Regions from separate parts of the Macaca mulatta genome. Here region 1 is linked to region 2. The links are chromatin contacts, called in public Hi-C maps. All regions are on one chromosome and are shown on one strand. Each heading gives the region's core, a stretch centred on a gene start, on an enhancer-like site or on the middle of the called end of the contact. The rest is flanking DNA. Distances are from core to core; before and after follow the strand shown.

The links. A called contact is a pair of places that touch in the nucleus more often than the background predicts.
Region 1: a contact with region 2 is called in a Hi-C map of CD4 T cells, with 4 times the contacts expected there. The contact joins the promoter of ITGAL here to the promoter of DCTPP1 in region 2. A contact is called at or near these places in 2 of 14 Hi-C or Micro-C datasets (CD4 T cells and cortical neurons).

Annotation. Positions count from the first base shown.
Region 1 is chr20:29,082,539-29,089,768 of T2T-MMU8v2.0, reverse strand. ITGAL (integrin subunit alpha L) reads right to left here and starts at 5,046. Exons shown (of 29, transcript XM_077985712.1): 1 at 4,806-5,046; 2 at 3,370-3,472; 3 at 2,300-2,394; 4 at 2,121-2,188. The coding sequence starts at 4,866.
Region 2 is chr20:29,030,422-29,037,764 of T2T-MMU8v2.0, reverse strand. DCTPP1 (dCTP pyrophosphatase 1) reads left to right here and starts at 3,943. Exons shown (of 3, transcript NM_001194491.2): 1 at 3,943-4,131; 2 at 4,849-4,959. The coding sequence starts at 4,031. It overlaps LOC144337986 (a long non-coding RNA gene), which reads right to left. Exons shown (of 2, transcript XR_013411693.1): 2 at 2,899-5,269.

The DNA of each region.
Region 1 (7,230 bases), core at 3,797-6,296, 51 kb before region 2:
TCTTTCCTTCCTCTCTATCTCTCTCTCTCCTCCTCTCCCCTCCCTCCCTCCCTTTTTCCCTCCCTCCCTCCCTCCTTTCTTTCTTTCCTTGCTTTCTTTCTTCTTGGGTCTCACTCTCATCACCCAGGCTGGAGTGCAGTGGCACAATCATGGCTCACTGCAGCCTCAACTTCCTGGGCTCAGGTGATCCTCCCACCTCAGCCTCCCAAATAACTGGCACTACAGGCACACGCCACCATGCCCAGCTAATTTTTTTGTAGAGCTGGAGTTTTCCATGTTGCCCAGGCCAGTCTTAAACTCCTAGGCTCAAGCGATCCACCTGCCTCGGCCTCCCAAAGTAATTTCTTTCATTTATGACCCTTTCCTGCCAGATTGCAATTTCTTCAAAGTCTGGGCTCGTATCATGGTCATCTTTTTGTTTTGTTTTGCTTTTGTTTTTTTTAGACACAGGTCTCACTCTGTCTCCCTGGCTAGAGTGTAATGGTGTGATCATAGCTCACTGTAGCCTTGAACTCCTAGCCTCAACTGATCCTCCCGAGTAGCTGGGACTACACACGTGTGCCACCATGCCCAGCTAATGAAAAAAACATTTTTTTTTTTTTTTTTTTTGTAGGGACAGGGTTGACCAGGCTGGTCTTGAACTCCTGGCCTCAATCAATCATCCAGTTTTGGCTTCCCAAAGTGCTGGGGTTACGGGTATAAGCCACCGGCCCGGCCTCATCAACTTTGTATTTCACTCCCCTTCCCCTGTCAGAACCTAGCCTGATGCCTGGCATATAATAGCTAAATAAACAAGTTCTACTTAAACACCGGATCAGTATTTCATTCAGTTTTCTATCTCTCACACAGAAGGATGCTGGCTGGAAACAGCAATGAACTTGGGATCAAATGAGAATTTTATTCAAATCCTGACTTTACCACTTTACAACCACGTGACCTTGGTCAAGTCTCTTAATCCTTTGGTCCTGTTTCCTCGTGTGTGAAATGTGTACACTGATCCCTATCTCATATGAGTGTCTTGCGGGGTTAAAAGAAATAAAGTGACAAGGTGTAGTAGCTCATGCCTGTAATCCCAGCACTTTGGGAGGTCGAGGCGGGCATATCACCTGAGGTCAGGAGTTCGAGACCAGCCTGACCAACATGGTGAAATTCCATCTCTACTAAAAATACAAAAATTAGCCGGGTATGGTGGCATACGCCTGTAATCCCAGCTACTCTGGAGGCTGAGGCAGGAGAATCATTTGAACTCGGGAGGCAGAATTTGCAGTGAACCAAGATCATGCCACTGCAATCCAGCCGGGGTGACAAGAGTGAAACTCTGTCTCAAAAAAAAAAAAAAAAAAAAAAAAAAAAAAAAAAAAAAGCAGTGTTTCCTAAACTTTAGGCATTAGTGTAATACTTCACAATATCTGCCATATGAGCATACTTTTATTTTCTTAATAGTTTCCTTTAAATTTTTGTTTAACTTCAGCCTTCCTAAGCAATATGATATAGGAAATTAAAAATTTGATGTGCTTGTCATAGATTTTTTTTCTAATAAGCCACTAAAGAAATTTATAACCATGAAAACATTAAAAGCTTGTATACCACTAAAAATCATATTGCATATCAATGATCACAGATATTTCATATCTGGAAGAAAAATGAGGTAAGTTCTTGAAAATAGCTGGCTCTGCTGGGTGTGGTGACTCACACCTGTAATCCCAACACTTTGGGAAGCTGAGGCAGGAGGATTCTTCAGCTCAAGACCAGTCTGGGCAACATGGTGACACTCTCTCTCTACAAAAATATAAAAATTAGCTGGGCGTGATAGCATGCACCTATAGTCCCAGCTAATTGGGAGGCTGAGGCGGGAGGATTACTTGAGCACAGGGAGGTTGAGGCTACAGTGAGGCTGTGATCACGCCACTGCACTCCAGCCTGGGCAATAGAATAATAGAATGAGACCTTGTCTCAAAAACAAAAAAGCTGGCTCATCATTGGTTCTCAATAAACACTAATTGACTCTGATGCCTTTGACTGTCTGTGGGAACTTTTGTCCACATTCTTCCTCTTTTCTTCTCTCATTACTTGGATCGAGCTTCACAGGCTCTGATAACACCACTGTACAAAATTCTTACCAAAACGCTTCCATCTGTGGGATCTGTTGCCAAGGTCATTCCCAAGTACTTGGAGGTATAGTTGGAACCTGTAGGCACCAGAAAGTTGGTCTGGAGGAGCTCAGGCAATCTAGGTGGGCTGGGGCCAGCCTCAGATTCCCCAAGATCCCATTCTTCCCAGCTCACCCCCAGTTACTCACCTCTCAGGCTGACTGGCAGGCAGTGTCCTGTGCCCGACTGGCACTGATAGAGGCTTCCCGTGCTGTTCCCCTCCCCTGGAGCTCCCACGATGACCCTGGGGAGAAATCTCACCTGTGAGAGGGAGTGGCCCAGATCTGTACCCACCTCCTCCTGCCTGCTCAGGAGGTTCAGATCTCCCGCCTCATCTCTCCAAACACTGCAACCATTCCCCTTCAAGAAGGTGCCTGCGGCCGGGCGGGGTGGCTCATGCCTGTAACTTTGGCATGAGGCCAAGGTACTTTGGGAGGCCGACATGGGCAGATCACCTGAGGTCAGGAATTTGAGACTAGCCTGGCCAATATGGTGAAACCCTGTCTCTACTAAAAATACAAAAATTAGCCCGGCATAGTGGCGCATGCCTGTAATCCCAGCTATTCAGGAGGCTGAGGCAGGAGAATGGCTTGAACCTGGGAGGCAGAGATTGCAGTGAGCCGAGATCTAACCGTTGCACTACAGCCTGGGTAACAAGAGCAAAACTCCGTGTCAAACAGGAAAAAAAAAAAAAAAAAAAAAAAAAAAAAAAGGAAGGTGCCTCCATCCTCACCTCTTCCCTACAGAATCCCAGAGAAATAATTCCAAATGCCAAAATCCTAGAAAATTAAGGTTCCTTTGCATTTACAGTCTTTGAGGCCCAGAGAATGATCCGCCAGAATGTCTCATGACAGGTTCATTCATTCAGTGCTTGATTCAAAAGCCATTCGTGGCTTACCTACTGTGTGCTGGGCGGTGGTATATCTAAGAAGGGTTAGTAAGAGAGAACAAACTCCTGGCTTCCAGGCACTCGCAGGGAAGTAAGGGAGTGTCAGGAACCTACTGGGCAATGCGAAGTGTTTGGGGGCTGGGATCCTTCCCTGTTCTGCACTTCCATGGCCTCCCTGATCGCCTGTGTCCCGCTTTTTGATCCCTCACTCCTATCTCTGAGGATTCCCACCCACCACAGGCTCCTCCAGACGGGAACCCCTGGAGAGCGGCCCCTTGGGGGCTGCCCCAGGGCGGGCATCAGGAAGAGGATTTGCGGGGCACAGCTCACCCGTTTCCGACCTGCAGGACGCGGTATCCAAAGTGCCTCCCGGCGCGCGGTGGGGAGAAGCTCCGCGCGCCCCGCACGTCCAGGTTGTAGCTCGAGGCCGGCGCTGAGGAAGGCAAGGGGCGTCAGCTGCGACCCACGGACCCCCGCCCTGCACGTGCCCGGCAGGTGGCCGATCCCAGGCCCACCTGGCTCTCGCTCCCCAGGCCGCCCGCACCCAGGCGGGCAGAGCGGACCCGCGCCCTGCGCTTCCCCTCCAGGGCGTTAACTTTGGGGAATATGGAAGGAGCAACTCCCGGCCCCTCTAGAGCTCTGAAAGCTCTTCCCAGGGCCTGAGAACACAACTTCCCGTTTGGTCTCTCTGCAAAGAAGGAAGGATGAGAAGTTAGAGGCTCCAGAGAGAGGAGCAGACCCAAGGGGCCCCAAGGCAGAGGGTGGCCAAGTTCCCAGGCAGAGGCCAAGATGGGGATGCCCCAGGGCCGGGTGCGCCTCTGCCACCCACTTCTGCGGTCATGGGGCCCAGGCGCCTCCTCCCGCAGTCTCAGATTGTAGCTCCCCTGATCCCTGGGGGGCTGCCTTCCCACCCCACAAGGCCAGTCTTTTGGAGCGCGGGTAGATCCCAGCCCCCTTCCCCCTCAGTCGGCCTGCCCAGGCGCCCTGGCACACCCAGGCTGTCCTTTCCGCCCTGCTTTCTCTCCCGCCGTGGAGTTTAGTTCAGAGCATCCTAGAATATCATGGAGGCCAGGCCTTCATTTGTTTAGATGAAGAGTGTGGGGCTGGAAAGGGGAAAGGACTTGCCTAAAACGCACAGAGGTGGTACCACGGGTGGCCCCAGAACCCAGCACCCTCCTCCCAGCTTTAGCTACTCATTAACTATCTGCCTTTTGTTTGTTTGTTGTTTAAGAGACAGGGTCTTGCTCTGTCATCCAGGCTAGAGTGCATTGGCACAAGCTTGGCTCACTGCAACCTCCGCCTCCTGGAATCAAATGATTCTCATGCCTCAGCCTCCCAAGTAGCTGGGATTACAGGCCTGTACCACCAGGCCCAGCTAATTTTACTGTATTTTTAGTAGAGATGAGGTTTTTGCCATGTTGGCCAGTCTGGTCTCAAATTCCTGGCCTCAAGTAATCTGCCCACCTTAGCCTCCTAAAGTGCTGGGATTACAGACGTGAGCCACAGCACCCGGCCCCATCTGCCTTTTTAAAGAACCCACTGCCCCTTCTTATGTTCCCTTCTCTATCTTTGCCTCTACCCCTTGCCTATTTATTTCTTTTCTTTCCCCATTCCCCACTTTCTCCTTCCAAGATCCCTGGGCCCCGTATCCCTAAGGCCAATTCCACTTTTAGGGGGCAGCTCCTTGTTTACTCCAGCTCCACCAAGCTCTGCAGTTTCTCTGGTCACAGACACATGTCCCTTCCCCTGCCTCCTCCCTTGCCTACCGAAGAAAAAGAACCCAGACAGCAGCGCCATGGTCATCACGGTGATGCAGGAATCCTTCATCCTTCCAGCACTCAAGGGACCTGTGTCCCCAGGGGCAGCGTCAGGAGGCCCGTGGGATTTGCTGGCAACCTAGACAGGGTGAAAGAGGAAAATGATCATGCCCTTTGGCCTCTTACAATGGTACTTTCTCACAGAAGCACTAGGCTGGTGACACTGGCAGGCGGGGAGGGAGGCGTGCCTGCAGGAGTTGTGAAACCGCAAGGGTTCAGGGAGGAAGTGTAAGCAAGTTAGAGACATTTCCTGTGCCTGCTTGCATTTTCACATCATCCAAAAGCTGACAGCATAGCAGGGAGATGACTGTCTCCACTGCTGACATGGTTTCTCACTAACATCCCCCCTAAGGGCTCTGTAAAGCTCAGCAGAGGACTAGTCCAATAAACGGTGGCAAAATTACAATGGAATGCTATGCAGCAGTGAAAAAGAATGAGGGAAGGAAAATAAAACAGGGGGAGAAAGATGTACGTGAACCACTATTAAAGAAAAGAATGGATTACAGAACAGTGTATTTAGTGACCCATTTTGGTTCTAAAATGCAAAATCTAAAGAATTGGAGGCTGGGTTCAGTGGCTCACTGACTGTAATCCCAGCACTGTGGGACTTCAGGAGGTGGAGGTAAGAGGATCGCCTGAAGCCAGGAATCAAGACCAGCCTGGGCAACAAAGTGAAACTTTGTCTTTTAAAAAAAAAAAAATTGGAGAAAATATTTGCAAATCATATATCTAATAAGGGATTTGTCTCCAGAATATATTTTTTAAAACTCTTATAATTCAACAATAAAAAGACAAATAACCACTTTTTTTTTTGTTTTGTTTTAAATCTTTTTTAGGCCGGGCGCGGTGGCTCAAGCCTGTAATCCCAGCACTTTGGGAGGCCGAGACGGGCGGATCACGAGGTCAGGAGATCGAGACCATCCTGGCTAACACGGTGAAACCCCGTCTCTATTAAGAAATACAAAAAAAACTAGCCGGGCGAGGTGGCGGGCGCCTCTAGTCCCAGCTACTCGGGAGGCTGAGGCTGGAGAATGGCGTGAACCCGGGAGGCGGAGCTTGCAGTGAGCTGAGATCCGGCCACTGCACTCCAGCCTGGGTGACAGAGCGAGACTCCGTCTCAAAAAAAAAAATAAATAAATAAATAAATTTTTTGAGACAAGGTCTTGCTCTGTCACCCAAGTGAGAGTGCAGTGGCGCGATCACAGCTCACTGCAACTTTGAACTCCCAGAGTCAAGCAATCCTCCCACCTCTGCTCCTAAGTAGCTGGAACCACAGATGCATGCCACCACGCCTGGCTAATTTTTCTTTTTTGAGATGGTTTCTCACTATGTTGCCCAGGCTGATCTTGAACTCCTATGCTCAAGTAATCCTCCTGCCTCAGCCTCTCAAAGTGCTGGGATTACAGGTATGAGCCACTGTGCCCAGTTTATTTTTATTTATTTGTTTTAGGCTAGTGAAGTGAAGCAGAGGCAGTGCAGAAGGAACAAAGATATTAGTAACTGGTTGTGCTCAATTAGTTTTAAATGGCCAGGTGCGGTGGCTCACACCTCTAATCCCAGCCCTGTGGGAGCCCGAGCCAGGTGGATCACCTGAGGTCAGGAGTTCGAGACCAGCCTGGCCAACATGGTGAAACCCCCGTCTCTACTAAAATTACAAAAATTAGCCAGGCGTGGTGGCACATGCCTGTAATTCCAGCTACTTGAGAGGCTGAGGCAGGAGAATTGCTTGAACCCAGGAGATGGAGGTTGCAGTGAGCCAAGATCTCACCGTTGCACTCCAGCCTGGGCGACAGAGTGAGACTCTGTCTCAAAAAAAAAAAAATTAGTTTTAAACACGACTGCACTCAGACCAACCTACCTAAGTTTCTAAATGAGCAAAGGGGTTGAGTAGACATTTCTCCAATGACATATAAATGGCCAACATGCACATGAAATGATACTCAACATTATTAGTCATTAGAGAAATGCAAATCAAAACCACAGTGAGATACCCTTTACACCTACTTGGATGGTTAGAGTTTAAAACAAAGGAAATAAGAGTTAGTGAAGATGTGAAGAAATTGGAGGCCAAACGCATTGCTGGAAGAAATGTAAAATGGTGTGGATGCTGTGCAAAACACTTTGATGGTTCTTTTTTTTTTTGAGAGAGGCTTGCCTAGGCTAGAGTGCAGTGGTGTGGTCTCGGCTCTCTGCAGCCTCAACCTTACTGGTTCGAGTCATTCTCCCACCTCAGCCTCTTGAGTAGCTGGAACTACAGATGCAGGCCACCACACCTGACTAATTTTTTATTTTTTGTAGACATGGGGGTCTTTCTACCTTGCCCAGGCTGGTCTTGAATTTCTGAGCTCAAATGATTTGCCCGCCTCAGCCTCCC
Region 2 (7,343 bases), core at 2,694-5,193:
AGGGCATTTCTGGAACTTGTACAATAAGTGGCTCAGCAATGTTAGGAAGGATCAAGTTCCTTTCTATCTGGCTGACTTGCCAATTTCAGCCTGCGGACTAGGTTTCCTCTCAATCCTCTCTTCACATACCAACATCTAGAGGTAGAAACATCCTGTGTCTTTTGGGGTTTTGTTTGTTTGATTTTTTTTTTTTTTTTTTTTGAGACAAGGTCTCCATCATCCAGGTTGGAGTGCAGCAGGTTGATCATAGCTCACTATAACAAACACTCCTGGGCTCAAGTGATCCTCCCACCTTAGCCTATGAGTAGCTGGGAATACAGGTGCATGTCACCATGCCTGGCTAATTTTTTTTTTAATTTTGTGTAGAGTGTTGCCATGTTGCCAGGGCTGGCCTCAATAGATCCTCCTGCCTCGGCCTCTGAAACTGCTGGGTTTACAGGCGTGAACAACCATGCCCAGCCTCTGTAATTTCTTTAAAGCACTAAGAAGAACATGTCCCAGAAATTTCCAATAGACTTCCTCCAACTTGGCCAGGCAGTGGCTCATACCTGCAATCCCAGCACTTTGGGAGGCCGAGGCGGGCAGATCACGAGGTCAGGAAATCGAGACCTGACCAACATGGTGAAACCCCGTGTCTACTAAAATACAAAAAATTAACCGGGCGTGGTGACGCGTGCCTGTAGTCCCAGATACTCAGGAGGCTGAGGCAGGGGAATCGCTTGAATCCAGGAGGTGGAGGCTGCAGTGAGCCGAGATTGCGCCACTGCACTCCAGCCTGGTGACAGAGTGAGATTCTGGCTCAAAAAAAAAAAAAAAAAAAAAAAAAAAAAAAGACTTCCTCCAACTTACTATCCATAACATGCTCATTCATAAACCAATCAATGGCCAGGGCAATGGGAATACTATGACCAGTCAAGTAGAACAATAAGTGGAGGAGCGTGGACTCCCGAACAAAATCAAGATTCTATAAGTGGCCGGACGCAGTGGCTCACGCCTGTAATCCCAACACTTTGGGAGGTAGAAGGGGGAGCATCACTTGAGGTCAGGAGTTCAAGACCAGTCTGGCCAACATGGTGAAACCCCATCTCTACTAAAAATACAAAAATCAGCTGGGTGTGGTGGTGTGCATCTGTAATCCCAGCTACTTGGAAGGCTGAGGCAGGAGAATCACGTGAACCCAGGAGACGGAGGTTGCAGTGAGCAGAGATCACACCACAGCACTCCAGCCTGGGTGACAGAGTGAGACTCCTAAAAAAAAAAAAAAATCTGCAAGAATAGAAGAGGAGCCAGGCATGGTGATGCTCACCTGTAGTCTTTACACAAGTGAGCTGTGATTATGCCACTGCACTCTAGCCTGGACAACAGAGCCAGACCCTGTCTCTTCCTCAAAAAAAAAAAAAAAAAAAAAGACTGGCCGGGCGCGGTGGCTCAAGCCTGTAATCCCAGCACTTTGGGAGGCCGAGATGGGCGGATCACGAGGTCAGGAGATCGAGACCATTCTGGCTAACACGGTGAAACCCCGTCTCTACTAAGAAATACAAAAAATAGCCGGGCGAGGTGGCAGCGCCTGTAGTCCCAGCTACTCGGGAGGCTGAGGCCGGAGAATGGCGTGAACTCGGGAGGCGGAGCTTGCAGTGAGCTGAGATCCGGCCACTGCACTCCAGCCTGGGCTACAGAGCGAGACTCCGTCTCAAAAAAAAAAAAAAAAAAAAAAAGACTGGAGAAGAGGAAAAAGAGCAATTAAGTAGGTAACCTACAGTGCTTACTATATATCTTCCTGGACTATGCAATCTAAACATGCCCCCAGTCACTTTTCATAGTATGTATGTAAATATTTATTGAGACAAGGTCTCACTCTGTTGCCCAGGCTGCAGAGCAGTGACGTAATCATGTCTTACTGCAGGCTTGACCTTCCTAGACTCAGGTGATCCTCCCACCTTAGCCTCCCAAGTAGCTGGGACCACAGGTGTGCACCACCATGCCCAGATTTTTTTTTTTTTTTGAGACAGGGTCTTGCTTTGTCACCCAGGCTAGAGAACAGTGGCACAATCTCGGCTCACTGCAACCTCCATCTCTCAGGTTCAAGCGATTCTCATGCCTCTCAGTCCCGAGTAGCTGGGACTACAGGCGTGCACCACCACACTCAGCTAAGTTTGTGTTTTTAATAGAGACAGGGTTTCACCATATTGCCCAGGCTGGTCTTGACAAACTCCTGACCTCAAGTGATCCACCCACCTTGCCCTCCCAAAGTGCTAGGATTACAAACGTGAGCCACTATGCCCAGCCTTTCATAGTATTTAAAATACAGTCACATTTTTTTTTCATAATATTTATCGCCATTTCAGGCAATACATCATAGCATCTAACAACAGACTGTGAAGCCAAACTGCCTGGATTTGACGCCGGCTCTACCACTTTACTAGCTGTCAAGTTATTTAACCTCTCAGTTTCCTTATCTTTAAAATGGGGATGACAACAATATTACCTACCATATCGGGTTGTTGTGAGGATTAAATCAGTTGCTATGAGGATAAATATGTAAAATGCTTAAAACAGCTACCCCAGTTCCAGTTCATTCCTGAGGTCTCACTGTATTCTAAAGACACTCTTGTATCCTTAAAATAAATTCCTTTTGGCCGGTGGGGGTGGCTCATGCCTGTAATTCCAGCTCTTCGGGAGGCCGAAGCAGGAGGATTGCTAGAGCCCAATCCAGCAGTCCTGGTTCAAGACCGGCCTAGGCAACATGGTGAAACCCTGTCTCTACAAAAACTTAAAAAAATAAAAATAATAGATTTTTTTTTCTCGCTAAAATCAGTTTAAACTTGTTTCTGTTGCATGTATCCAATTTTGGCTGCTGGATAATATCATTTGTATAAATATACCTCCATGTACCCATTCTTCCGTTGATAGTCATTTTATTTTCAATTGTTTTCACTCTTAGAAACAAAACTGTAATGAACTTCTTGCATGTGTCTCTCTGCACATATTCATTAGTTTCTCTAGGGCATATACGTAGAATTGCAATTGTCACAGCCTTGGGATTTTAATTTCCAAAATCTGACTCTGCCTTTTCCTGCACTTTCTTACGCTTTCACTTCCACCAAGCTGGAAGCCTCTTTAAACATGTGGAAATCAGAGATAGTAGCCCTAATAAGGGTACAATAATAAATCATTCTTTACAAGACTACACCTGTTCTAGGGTTTCATAAAGATCTCTGCTTCTCCCATGGCCAATAATTCAGTGGTTCTGATTTGAAAGCAGCAACTCTGTGACTCGCCACCTCGCATATTCCCAGGTGTGAGTGAGCCTGGAGTTCCAGTGTGTGGGGTGGAGGAGGTGCTCGGGACCCATGAGGCTGGAGAGGACGGCACAGGCCAGACCATAACAGGCCACGTGTTTCAGGGCAATGTACTCTGCGCTGGGGCCTATTACTTTCCTTAGGACAGGAATGGGGCGCCCTCCATCGTTTCAACCACAGGACACAGCGATGGCAGGGAGCTGAAGTCCTACTGTGGCCTGATCTTACTCCACTCTTCCCCTTCAATCCCATCCAAATAGTGGGGGGGTTGGCCTCGAAGGTTCTCAATGTCCTTAAGCCCTGAGAGATTTAATATCTATGCATAGGACCTTTCATTTATAGGGTTTTCCACCTGGCAGGCCCTCTTCTGCCGCCATTTCGCTTTGGCGCCCTCTGGAGCCCATAAAAGAAGTGACGCGCCTGCGCTTCCCGCGTCCTCTGCTCTTCGTCTCTTCCCCGAGTCGAATTGGTACCTATACCTTTAAGACGCAGGGCCTAGCGGAAGAATTCCAGGGCCTAAGACTAGAGCGCGCGCTTGAAGCTCCCTCAGATTGGTCCAGTGAGGGAAGGGGCGGGCTGTAGCAAACTCCACAAAAGTCACTGGTCTCTTTACTCAGGCTCCGCCCCGTGAGGCAAAAGAGAACGCCCGTAATTGGTCAGAGCTCTGGAGGCGGGGCTTCCAGCGTGGCGCGTGGGTTTCCGTGCAGTCGCGGCTGCAGCGGGTGGGCGGCATGTCTGTGGCCGGTGGGGAGATTCGTGGAGACACGGCGGGAGAGGACACTGCTGCTCCCGGCCGGTTCAGCTTCAGCCCGGAGCCCACGCTTGAGGACATGTAAGCAGGCCTGGCCCAGCTCGGGGTGGGGAAGTCTCCCCTTTCTCCCGCGTTTTGGGGAGGGTTCCTGCATGTGGTCGGGAAGCGGGCTGGCAGCGGGGCTCGGGTCCTGGCTCTGCGGGCTGTCCCTGGGCGAGCCTTCTTGCCTCATCTGCAAAATGGGCGCAGCGGTGCACACCTGAGAGAAGGGAAATTGGGTCGTGGCCCCGAGTGATCACTAGGAACGCCCTTCAGCCTAGCCCTGGGCAGATACCGGCACCAGATACCGCCTCTGCTCTCCAGGCGCAGGGCGTACGAGAGGGGCAAATGGTGTGCTGAGAGGTGGGAGAGGTTATTTCTTGCTGGAGGAGGTCAAGAAAAGCTTCTTAGAGGAAGGGCCTGTGGAACTGCCTTCTGTAAGAGAAATTGGATTTTGATGTGCGGCGATTCCAGGTGGAGGAAAGAAACTGCAGAAGTAGCAGCAGGAGATGGAATAATGAAGAGGGTTTTGTTACATTTGGCAAGATGTTAAGGGCAGCTCAGGGGCACGCCCATTTTATAGATGAGGGAACCAAGTTCCGGAAAGAGGAAATGACCTGCACAATACCATCCAATGAATTAGTTGCAGAATCTCCTGGTCCCAGGCCCCCGTTACATACTACTGGGGTAGCTGCCTCTGGGCCCTGCTTCACTCTCTAACCCTGAGACTTGGACTTACACGCCTTTGTCCTGTTTCAGTCGCCGCCTCCATGCCGAGTTTGCTGCAGAACGAGACTGGGAACAGTTCCATCAGCCTCGGAACCTCCTCCTGGCCTTGGTCGGGGAAGTGGGGGAGCTCGCAGAACTCTTGTAAGTAGATGGAAAGCTTCCTGGTAGAGTCTGAGTTGTGGGGGAGGGGAGGGGAGCATTTATTTGGTCTTCAAACATTCATGGGTTCAATTTCCTCTCCTCATTGCAAGGCTCTTTGCTGTTGTCGGGGATGCAGAAAGGACTCACGGGTCCCTGCCCTCTAGGGGCACCCAGCCTCCTGGAAGACAGAGGTGTGAGGTGTGAAAGCAGCAGGGTAGGTCCCATCTAGGAAGAAGTAGTGGCAACAACCCTTTTCCTTTTTTTTTTTTTTTTTTTTTTTTTTTTTGAGACAGAGTCTCTGTCGCCCAGGCTGGAGTGCAGTGGCTTGATCTCGGCTCACTGCAACATCGATCTCCCGGGTTTAAACAATTCTGCCTCAGCCTCCTGAGTAGCTGGGACTACAGACGCCTGGCTAATTTTTGTATTTTTAGTGGTTCCACCGTATTGGTCAGGCTAGTCTCGAACTCCTGACCTCAGGTGATCCACCTGCCTTGATCTCCCAAAGTGCTGGGATTACAAGGGTGAGCCACCACGCCCGGCCCAACAACCCTTTTCCTCTGCCTCTGGGGCTGAAAGGAAGGTATTCCGTAGAGGACCTGCCTGTGGCATTCCAGACATGGGAAATACATTTGCAGGGGCAGTGAGGCAAGATAGGGTAAGTTCAATTCAGGGAGAATCTGACGCTCCTTCAGTGTAATCTTCTTGGGAAAAATCAGGGATTTGGGGTCTGTTTTTTCTGATGTGTCCCAAGTGCCCAGTGCATAGTAGGCACTCAACAGGCATGTGTTGGATGAGTGATAGGGCTGTGGAGGAGAGGGGTGGGAGATGAACCCATGAAGATAGGATTAGGGCTAGAGCGTGATGGAGAGTTTGGACAGAAGACCTGACCAGAGGTGAGTGTTGGAAAGATCACTGTGTCTACAGGATGGATTGGATGGATCACTGAGAGAATGGGGCAGGGTACACCTAGACCAGGCAAGAGGCGATGAGCCCTAGACCAGGACAGTCATTTTTTTAAGAGAAAGGGTCTCACTTTGTTGCCGAGGCTGGAGTGTAGTGATGTGATCATAGCTCACTGCAGCCCAAGGAGCTCAAACGATCCTCCTACCTCAGCCTTCCGAGTAGCTGGATCTACAGGCGTGCGCCACTACCCAGCCTGGCTAATTTTTATTTTTTATAGAGGTGGGATATCTCGCTGTTGTTGCCCAGGCTGGTCTCAAACTCCTAGTCTCAAGTGATTCACTTGCCTCACCCTCCCACAGCACTGGGGTTACAGGTTGAACCACTGCACATGACCTCATGACAGATGTATGAACATCACCTATGTGCTAGGTCTTCTAGAATCGAGATATGGCCTGGAACAAGGCAGAAAGGTTTCCGCCTTCACCGTGGAAGGAGATTGACAGTACATCAGTAATCTCATATTAGAAGATGTGGAATTATGACGAGTTCTATGAGGAAAAGAACACAACGTGATAACCCAGTCTGGCCAACATGGTGAAACCCAGCCTGGACAATACCCAGTAGAGACACCCAGCTATTCTCTACTAAAAATACAAAACTTAGCCAGGCATGGTGGCGGGCATCTGTAATCCCAGCTACTCAAGAGGCTGAGGCACAAGAATCGCTTGAACCCGGGAGTCAGAGAGTGCAGTTAGCCAAGATTGCACCACTGCACTCCAGCCTGGGCGACAGAGCAAGACTCTGTCTTAAAAAAACAAAAAAGGGCCGGGTGCGGTGACTCACGCCTGTAATCCCAGCATTTTGGGAGGCCAAGGCGGGCAGATCACTTGAGGTCAGGAGTTTAAGACCAGCCTGGCCAACATGGTGAAACCCTGTCTTTACTAAAAAATACAACCATTAGCTGGGCATGGTGGCATGCCCCTGTAGTCCCAGCTTCTCTGGAGGCTGAGGCAGGAGAATCGTTTGAACCCCGGAGGCGGAGGTTGCAGTAACTCAAGATTGTACCACTGCATTCCAGCCAGGGCGACAGAGCAAAACTCCATCTCAAAAAACAAAAAAGACCAGCCTGACCAACATGCCAAAACCCTGTCTCTACTAAAAATGCAAAAATTAGCCAGGTGTGGTTGCAGGCGCCTATAATCCCAGCTACTTGGGAGGCTGAGGCAGAGATGGCAGTGAGCTGAGATCACACCATTGCACTCCAGCTTGGGCGACAACGAGACTCTGTCTCAAAAAAAAAAAAAAAAAAAAAAAAAACCGCCGGGCACTGTGGCTCATGCCTGTAATCCCAGCATTTCAGGAGGTCGAGGCAGGTGGATCATGAGGTCAGGAGATCAAGACCATCCTGGCTAACACGGTGAAACCCCATCTCTACTAAAAATACAAAAGAATTAGCCAGGCGTGGTGGCGGGCCCCTGTAG